2 separate regions of the Cricetulus griseus genome follow, and region 2 is linked to region 1. Evidence: chromatin contacts called from public Hi-C data. All regions are on one chromosome and are shown on one strand. Each heading gives the region's core, a stretch centred on a gene start, on an enhancer-like site or on the middle of the called end of the contact. The rest is flanking DNA. Distances are from core to core; before and after follow the strand shown.

What was found. A called contact is a pair of places that touch in the nucleus more often than the background predicts.
Region 2: a Hi-C map of liver shows a contact between it and region 1, with 3 times the contacts expected there. The contact joins two enhancer-like sites. A contact is called at or near these places in 2 of 8 Hi-C or Micro-C datasets (fibroblasts and liver).

Annotation. Positions count from the first base shown.
Region 1 is chr7:29,093,645-29,100,185 of CriGri-PICRH-1.0, reverse strand. It overlaps Rnf144a (E3 ubiquitin-protein ligase RNF144A), which reads left to right. Exons shown (of 7, transcript XM_035447183.1): 2 at 1,051-1,155; 3 at 1,314-1,374. Among named protein-coding and RNA genes, the nearest start is that of Rnf144a, 12 kb to the left of the region's middle. Within about 2 kb of position 4,070, at least 1 of the 6 cell types and tissues checked has open chromatin away from gene starts, as enhancers often do.
Region 2 is chr7:29,178,473-29,184,586 of CriGri-PICRH-1.0, reverse strand. No RefSeq gene overlaps it. Among named protein-coding and RNA genes, the nearest start is that of Rsad2, 24 kb to the left of the region's middle. Within about 2 kb of position 1,471, at least 1 of the 6 cell types and tissues checked has open chromatin away from gene starts, as enhancers often do.

The sequences.
Region 1 (6,541 bases), core at 2,821-5,320:
TCCTGTTCCTCAAACAGAACTCCAAAGCGTCTCTCATGTAGGTGGGCCATATTCTGAGCCAGAGTCCTCATCAGAGCCATGGCAGATGCCTCAAGCTAAAGGCTTCTGTTTATAGCCGTGGTTGCCAACCTTCCTAATGCTTTAATATAGTTCCTCATGTTGTTGTGATCCCAACCATAAAATTCTTTTCATTGCTACTTCATAACTTCTACTATTATGAATCATCATGTAAATATCTGATATGGAGAATATCTGATTTGTGGCCCCTGTAAAAGGGTTGTTTGAGCCCCAAGGGGGTCATGATCCTCAGGTTGATAAACACTGGCTTAGAGCCCAGGGCAATACTTTGCACATGATGTCAAGTCTCAGGAAAGTAGCTTTGGGAAGTTGGCCTTGGCCTCCCTCTCTGCTCCTTCCCTCCCTTTATCTTACCATTTTCCCTTCTTCCTTCCCTTGCCTTCCCCTCCCTTGCCCTGTCTTATCTTGCAAAGGCTGTTTTTCTCCCTCTGACCCTTACAGTCTTTCTGCCTCTTCTTCTCCAATGGTCCCCGAGCCTTGTGAGTAGGGATATGATATTGCTGTCCCATTTAGAGCTGAACATTTTAAAAGTCTCTTCCTCTGTGCACATTGGCTAGTTGTGGGACTTGTATTAATTACTCTACTGAAGAAACCTTTCTGATGAAGATGGAAAGATGCACTCCTCTTAGGGTATGATAATAAGAACCTAGGGAGAAGTTTAATATGATTTCTATTCAACAGAAGAGTAGTCATGGATTCATCCTTAGGACCCATGACCTAGACAACCATGTGCCATATGCAGTTGACAGTACCAAGTATGAGTTCCATCTTAATGACCATGCTGTAAATCCAACCAGGAACTAGTTGGTTATTCCTATAACATCCATACCACTATTGCCCCAATAGGCATATCTCGCCAGGCCAGTAGTTAAGGTAAGCTCTCAGGGTTAATGGCTATCTGTTTGCTTAACACATCACTTGGTCTTTGGTATTTTGGATGTGCACGTGTTTATACACTTTTCTTTCTTCCAGTGCCTGAAACAGTATGTTGAACTCTTAATCAAAGAAGGCCTAGAAACTGCGATTAGCTGCCCGGATGCTGCATGCCCCAAAAAGGGCCACCTTCAGGAGAATGAGGCACGTTGAGTGGGGGGAGGCAACATGTGGTTTTGCTGCCTGTGCATGGTGGGCCTGGCTGGTTTAGCAGGATCCTGTTGTGTTCTGCTTGGCCTCATGTTGTATGGCATTCTAGCCCTTTGCATAGCATAATCCTTATGTCTTTTCTTTCTTTGCAGATTGAGTGTATGGTTGCAGCTGAAATTATGCAAAGATATAAAAAGCTGCAATTTGAAAGAGGTAAGTGGCCTCTGCTGTGCTAGCCAGCTTTGAATTTGGCAACAGAAGGTGGATAACATTGATGGAGCTTTCTTTTGGGAGACATGAGTATACATCATTTGCTGGGAGTGAAAAAAGATGCAACAAGGATGGAAAGTATCCGTGTAAATTGCACCTCTGAAATAATGTTGGCGTAGAACCCTCTGAGCTGTTCATAGCCTGGCAGCCTGGGCTTGTGACCTATTTGGCAGCAGAAGAGTCTCAGGAGACACTCTTTCTATACAGAGACCAGGGCTTCTTGCTGGCTTAAGAAGATCTCTTGTCCATATTTTTCTTCAGCCATGTTTAGGTCTAATGGCTATGCAAACTCATTTAAAAGACCCAATGGTGTGCAAGGAAGTTCAAAGATTTGGTACTCCTGCAGGTACCACTGTCAAGCATTGAATCTAGATTCATCCTACTCTGACTCACTACCCCTTGAAGGCTTAGGTGGCAGTGCTCTTGAGTAACTGAGCCTTGGGCTTCAATGAGTACCCCAGGCCTGACATACTCAATGTGCTCAACCCATGGCAATTGGGTGACTTCTGTGCTTTCTAACCCTAATGGGGATGTAGCCACATCCCCAGCCCTGAGAGCCAACTTCTCCCATCCTGTTGGGCCCTTCAGAGACCTTTCCTTACCAGATCCAGTCCTGGTGCAGACATGAGAGATAGGTGTATGGAATGTATGTACCTGTGTATGTATATGTGTGGATAAATTTTAAAAACATCTATTGGAGTTAGAGAGATATCTCAGCAGTTGAGAACGCTTAATGGTTCTTGCACAGGACCTTGCTTTGGTTCCCATCACACAGGTGGTGGCTCCCAACCATCTGTAACTCCAGTTGCACGGGGTTTGATGCCCTTTTCTAGCCTCCATGAGCATGGCATGTGCATGGTTCACACACATCCATGCAGGCACACACATAAAAATTGCATACATACACATAAAATTAGATTAAATAAATCTTTTACAACATCAATAGGGATTTTTAATGGCTTCAAAATTTGTTTTCCAGAGTCTGTTTCTTTAGATGGAAGACATCATTCACATTGGGGCATCTCACCTTAAACTTAATGCCGTGCAGCATTATAGACAGAATGGGAGGTTATAGAGTCAGTTAAGTTGCATCTAAGAACCTCAGACTTGTTTAAACCTGTTTTCATGGGTTCTTAACAGAGACTGGGAGTTGTTTCGATCACAGGAACATGAACGTTCTTTGACATCAAATTTAATTCAAATGTGAAGCTGGGTAGATTTTTCAACCAAATAATTTTGAGCTTTGTTTTTCCTCTGGCTTCGTCTAAAAGATTCTGGCTCTTGCATCAGAAATGAATCACCTTAACTTAGGTTAGAAAAATATGGAAAACCGTCACTAGAAAATATCTTAGCAGTCTAATGCTGAGTGATGTTTTAAAAGGATTTGGACTTAATACCACAGAAGTGCTGGCCAGATGGAATGTTAGAAGTGGGACCTAAAACACAGCTTCATATTCTAGCCAGCACCTTGAATGAACCTAGAGATGTGATCAGAAAGCTAACTTTGACTTGCTTCATTTCTTCAAAGTTTAGTCCATGAAGGACGTCTTGGGAGGAAATTCATTTAGATGATTTTCTAACATTTTTAGTTACAGAGAAAACTTACAGTGAGTTTAAGCTTCAAACACCTCTTTATTTAGCCCTGGTGTGTCTCCACTGACCCAGCAGCCTGCATTTTCATTTCAGATTCTTGACCTCTCCCCCCTGAAGTCTTTGTCCATCTGGAGGCCAGGGAAGGTTCTTGGGTACTGCTTTTGCTTTCTGGAACCTTCTGTTCCATTGGGCTCACTATAGCACCTGGGTGAGAAAAAGGTCTAGAGAAAGGTCCACGGAGCATGCTCTTGGGCGTGCCTGCCCTGCAGATTTTTAGTGTATGCCACGGAAAGCTACATGTGTTTTTTTCCAGGCTGTCTGGAAGTTCATAGTATCCCAACTTGATCCTTTTGTTTATTAAAAGAAAAGAAAATCTCTGAGTGATTAATAACATGACTGGGTACATTTCCACCCCTAACAATAACCAGAGTCCTCAGTTTGCAGTGTCTTCCCAACAGGGTCTAACCCACCACCGCAAATGAGGACTAGGTTACTAAGTGAGTCAGTCAATACAGCAGCTGGGAGCACATGAGGGTATGTTGGTTGCTGGTCCCTCAGAATAGTTTAGCATACCATTTGACTTTAAAGAGTAAACCTTGTGAAAAGTACCTTGATGTTTTTCTAAGAGATCTCTTGGGTCTCTGCTTCACCTACAATCCCTAAGAAACACACATTAACCCTGTCTCCTGAAGAGAAGGTCTGTGGGACTAGTAGGTCTTTGACAGAGTGGAGTTATGTCTGGATTCTCTTGCTCCCCCAGAAGACAGAGCTTGCTTCATGTTAACATAGTTCATGTACATACACTTGTGTATATAATACACGTGTGTATATGACACACTATATAGGATGCAGCACAGCATAGACAATGGGTTATTAATAGATGCTGGTGACAGGGAAACCAGGAGACACATTTATCCATTCTAAGACAAGCACATGAATGCTGTCTGCTCTGAGCTTTGTTATTGCCTGATCCCTGCTTGTACGCACAGCTGGAAGAATTGAGCAGTGGGAAGAACAATGAGCGTATTAATAGATTTCTGCTAGGCGTTGGGTCTGCACTGTCGGCCTCACAGCTCAAGGAGGATGCTGTAGTCTGCTCAGAGGCAGATCACTTCCCCTTTGCCTGTAGGGAATCTCTCTGTGTGGTAATAAGCAAGGCCATATTATGGCCCTGAGTAAACCAGTCATAGACTTAGAGTTGTTACCATGGAAACCTTCCTTAGGTCTCCCTTCCATGCCACAGCTGAATGGGCCTTCTGTGATAAAGGTACAAGGTGGCCTCTCTCACTGTTGTCAGAAGTGTGTGAAGAGAAGCCTGTCCTAACCCCCACTGATGTCTAGAGCACAGGAGTGTCACCAGGCAGGACATAGGGTTTCCCAGGGTCTGAGACAGGAAGCTTAGTCCTAACAAGGTCCAACTACAGCATGATATTAAACAGAAAGCCAGAGGCCTGGGTCCCTGTCACACATTCAGCATGTTGAGTCCCCATGTCTCCCTCTCCCCAGAACTTCATTCAGTAGCTATGCAGATAGAGTGTATCATATTGACCTGAGGTCAGGCTGGCTCCCCCATCACATACACAGAGAGAGTCAGAGACCTGGTAGGTGAATTTGAAGTTGTGTGTTGACAGGGGAAGAGCTGCTAGCAGAGAGAATCCTCAGGGTTCTTGGGCTATGGGAGCTTCCTGGGGATTTCCTCCCAGCATACACCTGAGGGCTGGGAGGTTTTAGGGAGCTCTCCGCATCTCAAGACTGAAAGTCAACTCTTCTCCATGTGCCCCAGTTCTGTCTCCACACTTATCCACATGTGCAGAGGTCAGGAACCTTCTTCAGACAGCACACATTGACACCAAGTCAGACAGTAGCTGCTCTTCATTATCTCAGTGTCAGGGGCATCTCAGAGGTTTTTACAGTACTGTCATGGAGTCCAGTCAGTGTGCGATGCAGGTTCTCAGACCTGGAGTCCCCCTGTTTTCACAGGCACCATCTCTGGCTGTTGCTTTCATATCAATAAGATATATGCTTTTATGCTTCTGATGAACTTACCTTAATAAATAAGGCAAGGAGTTACACTAGATTAAGGGTCAGCTGCCATGCCTAGTAGACCAACCCGTCTCCCACCCCCAGCTACTATAATTTAGGTTTTCTCAGAACCTTCATTAATGGGTGATAGTCTACTCTTAACCTCAAGTAGATGTTACAGAAACCCCCAAATCACATGGTCCCTAGGAATGTAAATAATACCTACCCTGCCCTTTACAGAGGTTGGCCGTCCTCTACTACAGTGGGTAAGGTCATTATTGAGCTTATACCTGACAGGCTTGCTCCTTTAGCACTGGCCAGATTGTCCCCTATTCTTGAGGAACATGGACCCCATGGAAAGGCACACTCAAGCTGTATGAGGTCACACACTCTACAGCTTCAGACCTTGTAACTGAGGATTTATTTGGCTCACCATTGGAAGTTCTGTAAGCCCACCACAGTGGGGAAGCCATGGTGGCAGGAATGTGAGGTGACTGGTCACATTGCATCTGCAGTCAGGAAGCAGAAAGGAACGAATGCTTGTTCTTTGCTTGATTGCTTCTTCTTATTCAGCCCAGGACCCCCATGCATCGGAATGGTGCTCCCTACAGTTCGAATGAGTCCTCCCACATTGTCCTAATTTAGAAGCTGCCTCAGAAACATGGGCAGAGGCTTATGTGCTAGGTCAATGCTTATCACAGCCCTCTGCAGTCTCAGTCAGCTGGGTGTCCCATTGAGTAGAGTTCCTGTCTTTGAATCAGGTGAGCCACAAATGTATCTGGCTACCTGGGGGTTGGGCCAGGATGTTTACAAACAAACACCCTTTTCCTTGCACATTAGCAAGTTCTTTTTGCACATTTCCCCATCAAAATTCAGTGCTCCCCAGATTGCTTCTCAAGAACAGCCCGACTACAAAGCTGAGGGTCAGTGGCCTATACAGCCTTGTGGAGATGGTCTGGTAATCCGTTGGCCTGTGTGGTCCCTGTCAGAATGTTAGCCTCCTGCTGGTGTTGCCTACCACAGCTGGTGTAAGTTTGAAGTCCACTAAAGAGGAGGGAAAGCGAGATGCTGGGCTGGCTCACCGCAGAGAGCAGCTATAAATGCAGGGCTTAGATCGTGATGTGAAGGAAGGAATGCCACCATATTCTGTTTTTAAACTAAACTTCCTGACCAATCCCATTAAGAAAAGTTTTGCAGTAGCTTAGACTTAACCTGCAGGGAATGCAAGCTGCTAGTTTTACCCAGGTTTAGACTTGGCAAGCGAATCTGTCTTGGGCATGTGAATCACCCTACTAGAAGACTAATTATGAACAAAATATGACACCTAGTTCTAGAAATGCCATAGCAAAAGCCATGGTTCTGTATGCCACTGTAGACAGGCATAAAATGGAAGAAGGCCTCCTTCCTTTTTACCTTCCAACAGAGATTTGCAAGTGGGTATGTGTGAACCTGGCGCTAAGTAGTGAGGGTTCAAGACAAGGCTGTTATGTGAATT
Region 2 (6,114 bases), core at 222-2,721, 87 kb before region 1:
TGAGAATGCTAGGCTTGCATGTGGGAGACACATCATCCTGCAAGTGCACGTTTTTGAAGATCAGAGACAGTCAACACATTAACTGATGGTGAGGATGTGGGTCTAGGGGCTCGGGAGACATCCCAGTCAGTGCAGTGCTTGCCATGCAGGCCTGAAGACCCAAGTTTAATATCCAGTATGCATGTCAACATAGAGGTGGGGTGCATGCCTGTCATCCTGGAACTGGGTAACGGGGGTCCTGGAGCTTGCTGGCCAACCAGCACAGCTTAGTTACAGGGTGTCAGGTTCAAAATGTATGGGGGAATATAGAGGTGGGCACCCCAGCATTGACATTAGGCATACATGCACGCCCACATACACATGTATAAACACAGTCATGCACACACAGATAAGAATGTACCAGCTGAAGAGAGATTATACAGAGCTTTCAAATCCCATTATGGGGAGGGAGACAGTGGGGGAGGGTAAGATGGAGAGGGGGAAATCACGGGACATGGGGGGGGGATGACAATAATGGCAGACAGGGGACCGGGATGATGGAGACCACGAACGATCAGAGAAGTCAAATTGGTTCTTCTCATTCCCCGGGCCAAATGGTGCAGGCCATGGCTGCTTGGGCCCAAATGCTTCACAGAACACCTTAGCAGAAGCAGTGTGTTTACGATTCTCCCAAGGGCCTTCTGTAGTCACCTCTCACCTCCCTACATTCCCAGAATCTTCCAAAATATCCTCACCAGCTGGGAGAAACAAGTCTTCAAAGCACTTGCCTGTGGGGACATTGCAGCCATCAGCCATACTCACAGGCATCGTTCATGGTTGGACGTTTGACATAGACATAAGACATTAACTTCCAGGAGCTACCAGAGTGAGTGCGGAGACAATAGCTCATGGGGGTTCACAGCCAGAGGTGGATCTCAGGTTCTAAGACAAAGAACTGAAACGTTGTAGCTGCTGCTTTTCCCATATGTGCACCGAGCTTCAGCTTCTGGCCATGCAGGTCGAGGACTCTGCTCCATCCATCGCTGCATCCAGGTGTTAGGGTGAAAAGATGATTCTTGTCCTCTGGCTCCGTCTTCATCTTAAAGTACTCACAGGCAGGATCATCAAGCAAGTTTTGGCAAACCCAAAGGCTCTCATTTACATGGCGAGACTCCATCCCAGGGTCCCAAATGCTCCTGGCTAGCTTCGCGTATTTTTTCTAGCTGCTGGTACTTGTTTTTATAGTACTGAAACAGGGGCCCACCTTCAGGCGGCCTCTTTGCATCCTTGTTTTTCTCCAGGGCACCCTGTCACTGAGCTGACCTGGACCCTCTGCCATCGCTCTAGGGAGCTGCCCGCCTGGTCCTGCTGCATGGACGTTGGGGCGCCTCTGGACGGCAGGGGGCGCAGGCATGCGAAATGGCTCTGCCTCCCGCGCCCGCGCTTAGTGCGCGCTCGCGCCCCGCCGACCCCGCGCGCAGTTCTCGGGGCGCAGGGCGGGGAGGCATAAAGGGCGCTGCGCTGCGGGGCGGGCTGCGCGCGCGGGAGGCTGACGGGGCAGCTGCACCCGCGAGCGGGCACCGGGCGGGGCCATCGCAGCCGCGCGCAACGAGGCCGAGCGGGAACCCGAACCGCGCGGGACCAGGTGGGTGACGCGCGCGTCCCCTTTGTGTCGGCATCGCCCAAGCAGGCGGGCCGCGCGGGACGGGGCTGTGCGGGGTTGATATCGGTCCCCCAGCCCCTGCTGCCAGGAGGTGACCCGCGGGCTCCGGGGCAGCAACTGAGGGCTCTGCTCCCGGTGTCCGCTCGGGTGGCGCCCGAGTCCCCCTGGCCGCTCGCACTTGGGGATTGTGCACCGTGGGGCAGTCTCCAGCCGCAGGCGCGGGGTACCCTGGGTTGGAGTGGCCCCGGTGGGCGGCCGTCTGCAGGCCTTGGGTGGACTCTCGCCGCGACCTGGTCGTGGGCAGAGTGAGGGCGTGGGGAAGGTCTGGTCGGTTCCGGCCGGCGGCAGTGGCGAGTACCCCGCAGTGCTTAGTTGCGCCTGTCCGTGGGCACTGTTCTCTGCTGGCCTCTGGCCCAGGAGTCTCTGTGTCCCTTGCGCCCCACCCGCCCTAGGAAGTCCCCTCAGGTCTCCCGCATCTCGCGCTCCGCAGCGCTCCCGGTTTTCTACACCATCTGTGGCGCTCAGAGATTTAACCGCTCCTGCCAAGGGGAGGCTTCCTGGTCCTAGGGCGGGAAGAGGCGACTTCTTCACCCTAGGCGGGCCTCTGGTGGTCTTTCCTAAAGTTTGCTCTAGTTTTCCGTTGGTCTCTTTTTCAGAGAACATTTAAAAAGATGCTTATTTTGAACAGTTATCTACAGCCTGCGTGGTGGTGCGGGGTCAAAGGCCAGGTAACAAGGAGAGCTGGACAAGGCCCTGGAAACCCTTCCCAGGGTTCCTGTGACCTAGGGTGGAAGGACAGTCCAGGCTTGCTTAGGATGGTTTTAAGAAGGAAGTGTCTTCCAGGAGTGGTGTCTGGGAGACAGAATAGACCCTTCTCAGTGATGCTGGCCAGGGTGAGAGTTTAGACTGCTAAGAGATGTGTATAAATACAACTCCAGAGGGAAGGCAATGTGGTCACGGTGCCCCGAGATGAGAGGGCAGAGACAAGGGCCTTTTAAAGGAGGGACATGGAGTCAGATGACCTGTGGGATATAGCCAGAGTGGTGGGAAAGGCCCCAGCAAAAGAATGCACAGTGTGAAGAACCTTTCCTACGGGATTGCCACCTTAGCCCCCAAGGAGCCCCAAGACTTGCTCATTATGCCTTCGTCAGTGATACCAAAGTCCGGAATACTTTTTTCTAGTTTCTTCCACAGTTTTGCTTTTATTACATTTGAAAGACTGCTCAGGATGTATGTCTAGAGGGGTTTTGAATTGCAGGCCAAGACTCTGGACTTGCCTCTGTGGAATGGGAGCCCTGGGTGGTCTTGCAAGAGAACAACAGACAGTACCCACTTTGCTTCAGAGTGGTTATAGCTGTGTTGAAGAGGGAGGGCCCGAGTGGGACCAGGAATCTATCCCACATGCAGAAGCTAGCTTTATGGAGCCCATTCCCTTGCTCAACTTTGATGCAGGGGGGAGGGGCTTGTCCCTGCCTTGATTTGATATGCTAGGCTTTGTTGACTCCCCATGGGAGGAATAGATGGGGTGGGATGGGGGATGGGGGTTGGGGGAGGAGGTGAGGGAACTCTGGTTGGTATGTAAAGTGAATAAAACTTAAAAAAATAACGGGGGAGACCTGGGGCTGGAGTCCCTTGTGGCCTTTACACACCTATTTCCCTGAACCTTTTGGGAAAATGGGTGCATGTAACTCAGAATAGAAGGGAAATTTTCCAGACCCAACACAATTTGAATTCTGAAATAAACTTTCCATATGAACACTCTTCTTACCGGGCGGTGGTGGCTCATGCCTTTAATCCCAGCACTTGGGAGGCAGAGGCAGGCGGATCTCTGTGAGTTCAAGACCAGCCTGGTTACAAGAGCTAGTTCTAGGACAGGCTCCAAAACCACAGAGAAACCCTATCTTGAAAAACCAAAAAAAAAAAAAAAAAAAAAAAGACACCCTTTTTTAGTTTTTACTAGTGAGTTTTCATAGGCTCTCTAGCTCAGGCTGGCCCCAAGTAGCTGAAGATGATCTGAACTCCAGTTTGCACCACTGGAATATGGGAGTTAATGGAATGGACCGCTATACTCAGTTTACATAGTATTGAGTTTTGAACCCAGGGCCCTGTGAATGTGAATGCTAGACAAATACTCTGACAACCCTGGGAGTTCATGTTTCTAAAGATGTTCTCATGTCGATAGTCCCTGTCCCCATCAAGAGGAACTGCTGAAGGATAAACTCACATGGATGAAGCAGGAGTCCACAGGCCACAAACCAATGGGAGCTCTGGAAGGTCTTGTGCAAGTATTTTACAAGCATCTTTCAAAACTCAGTTTGCAAGTTTGCAATGCCTGTTTCCAGTCTGTTCCTAGACGACGTGGCTTCTCCTGAGGCCTTATTGTGGCTTGGGACTTGGAAAAGAAATCGGGCACTGTATTACAGAAACTGCCATATTCAAGGCTGATGTGCCGTTCTGCTCCCAGCGGTAGGGCCCCACGCCAGGAGCCACGTTGCCTGACTGAGAAGGCTGTTTTTTCCACTGTAGTTCCTCACTTGGCCTTGCTACTTCCCTTTGTTCAAATATCTCCTCGTTCTATGGAGGCAGAGAAAGCTGGCAGAAACTTATCCTGAGCCACTGAGAGTTACAGATAGAGATGGGTCCTCGGTCCTCCTGTATGACCACTGTGGCTGGAGAGGAGCTGTCAGGTGCCCTGGCTACATGGGGCTGTGATGGATCTGATCTGGAAATTAGCTCTTCTGAGTGTCTATGGTCCTTTCCCCCTTTTCTTATTGGAATAGGACAAGGATGTGTTTGCTCTCCTGGGAGCCATGATCTTCAGCTATTTGGGAGATGCTCCTTTGACCCAGTAGTACCTCTAGCCTTTTGGGATGTTTCCAAATTGAGACTGATTTAGAGACTGTGTGGAGTGAATTCTTCTTAGGAAGGTAGACTGCCACATTTCTGCTGGGTCTTTGTGGAAGGCGCCCTTCCTTCCTTCTAGGCTAGAGAATTTATGTGAGGCTAGCTTCCTTCTTTTGTTTCCCAATTGCAGATACACATGGCTACTTTTTCTTAATTAGCTGGAGACATTAATTGAAGCCACTGTTCACATGTCTGCAGGGCATTTGTTCCCCACAGTGTTACCACCCAGATGTCCTTGGCAAGTGTCTGCTTGCCTGGTTTGCCCCAGTTCCTGCAGAATAGCCCTAAAGTGTTGGTCCAAGTGTTCTCCTAGGTCCAGTAGCAAAGCTGAAGTTCTCCAGTAGTATTTTCTGGAAGAATCGATGCTATAGAATGACCTACAGATGCAACCATGTGTACAGACAAGGACAAGGTCTATTTTCACTCTCTGAAGGGTGGCTCTTCTCCAAGGCTGCATGGTGAGAAGTAAGCTAGGGAAGCTAAAAGGAGCTCCTAGCTATTCAGCAGCACTGGGGAATGTTTTAACCTATAATAGTAGTTCTCAACCTATGGGTTACGACCCCTTTGGGGATGGAATGACTGTTTTACATCATTCCTGCATATTCTGCATATCAGATACTTGCATTATGATTCATAACAGTAGCAAAATTATATTTATGAAGTGGGAATGAAATAGTTTTACAGTTGGGGGTAAGCACAGCATGAGGAGCTGTATTAAAGGGTTGCAACGTGAAGACGGTTGAGAATCACTGCCCTAGAGTGTGAGTTTATAAGTTAGATGCAGCATTCTGGGGAAGAGTCAGCTCCCTGCTGACACAAAGTCATGTGTTGATTATGTACTCATGCTGGGAGGAGAGGAGACAGGAGTAGTGTTCATTAAACCTTGGTCATGTGCAGACATTCAACATCCTATGAACTATAGATGCAGCTCTCACAGCCATAAGACAGGTGCATGGTCTACTCCCACCTGATGAGGGCAGGCATAGTCCAAGGTCTCATGGAATATTTGTGGAAGTCGGGCTTTGACCTCAGAGGTCTACAGAAAATGAAGAATGTATGGCCTCTACAGTGTAGAGAGCTGGAAGCAAAGACATTAGCAAGTTGATTTTGAGGTAGGGTCTAGTATTGGAGATGTGCAGAGTGCAGTGGGCCCCAGGGGAGGAGACTGCTCAACCACCCTTTGGAGCCTGCTTGCAGGAACCAGTCAGTGGTTAGCTGGGGTGATTAGAGGGCCAATGTCAAAATCAGGACCTGAAATATCAAGAAATGCCTTGAGGTAGGGAGGGACCAAGAACAAATACAGAGTTGCTAAGATCACCTGGTGGACATCAGTGTGTTGGGGGGCATGTGACAATGACAGCTCTCTAAATCAGGCTTCTCATTTGTCACACGGTGCATTCACTTCTGGTATTTTCTAGAAGGCCCCTCAGTATCTTTTTGTTACTATTTGTACGGGGGCCTTTCTCCTTAGGACTCTTCCATTTACTCCTGCCCAGCTGGCTTATGGTAGAGGTCAGAGTTCAGAGCAGGTTAGTGGTTAAACAATGGTGTGGTTGTCACAGTCAAGA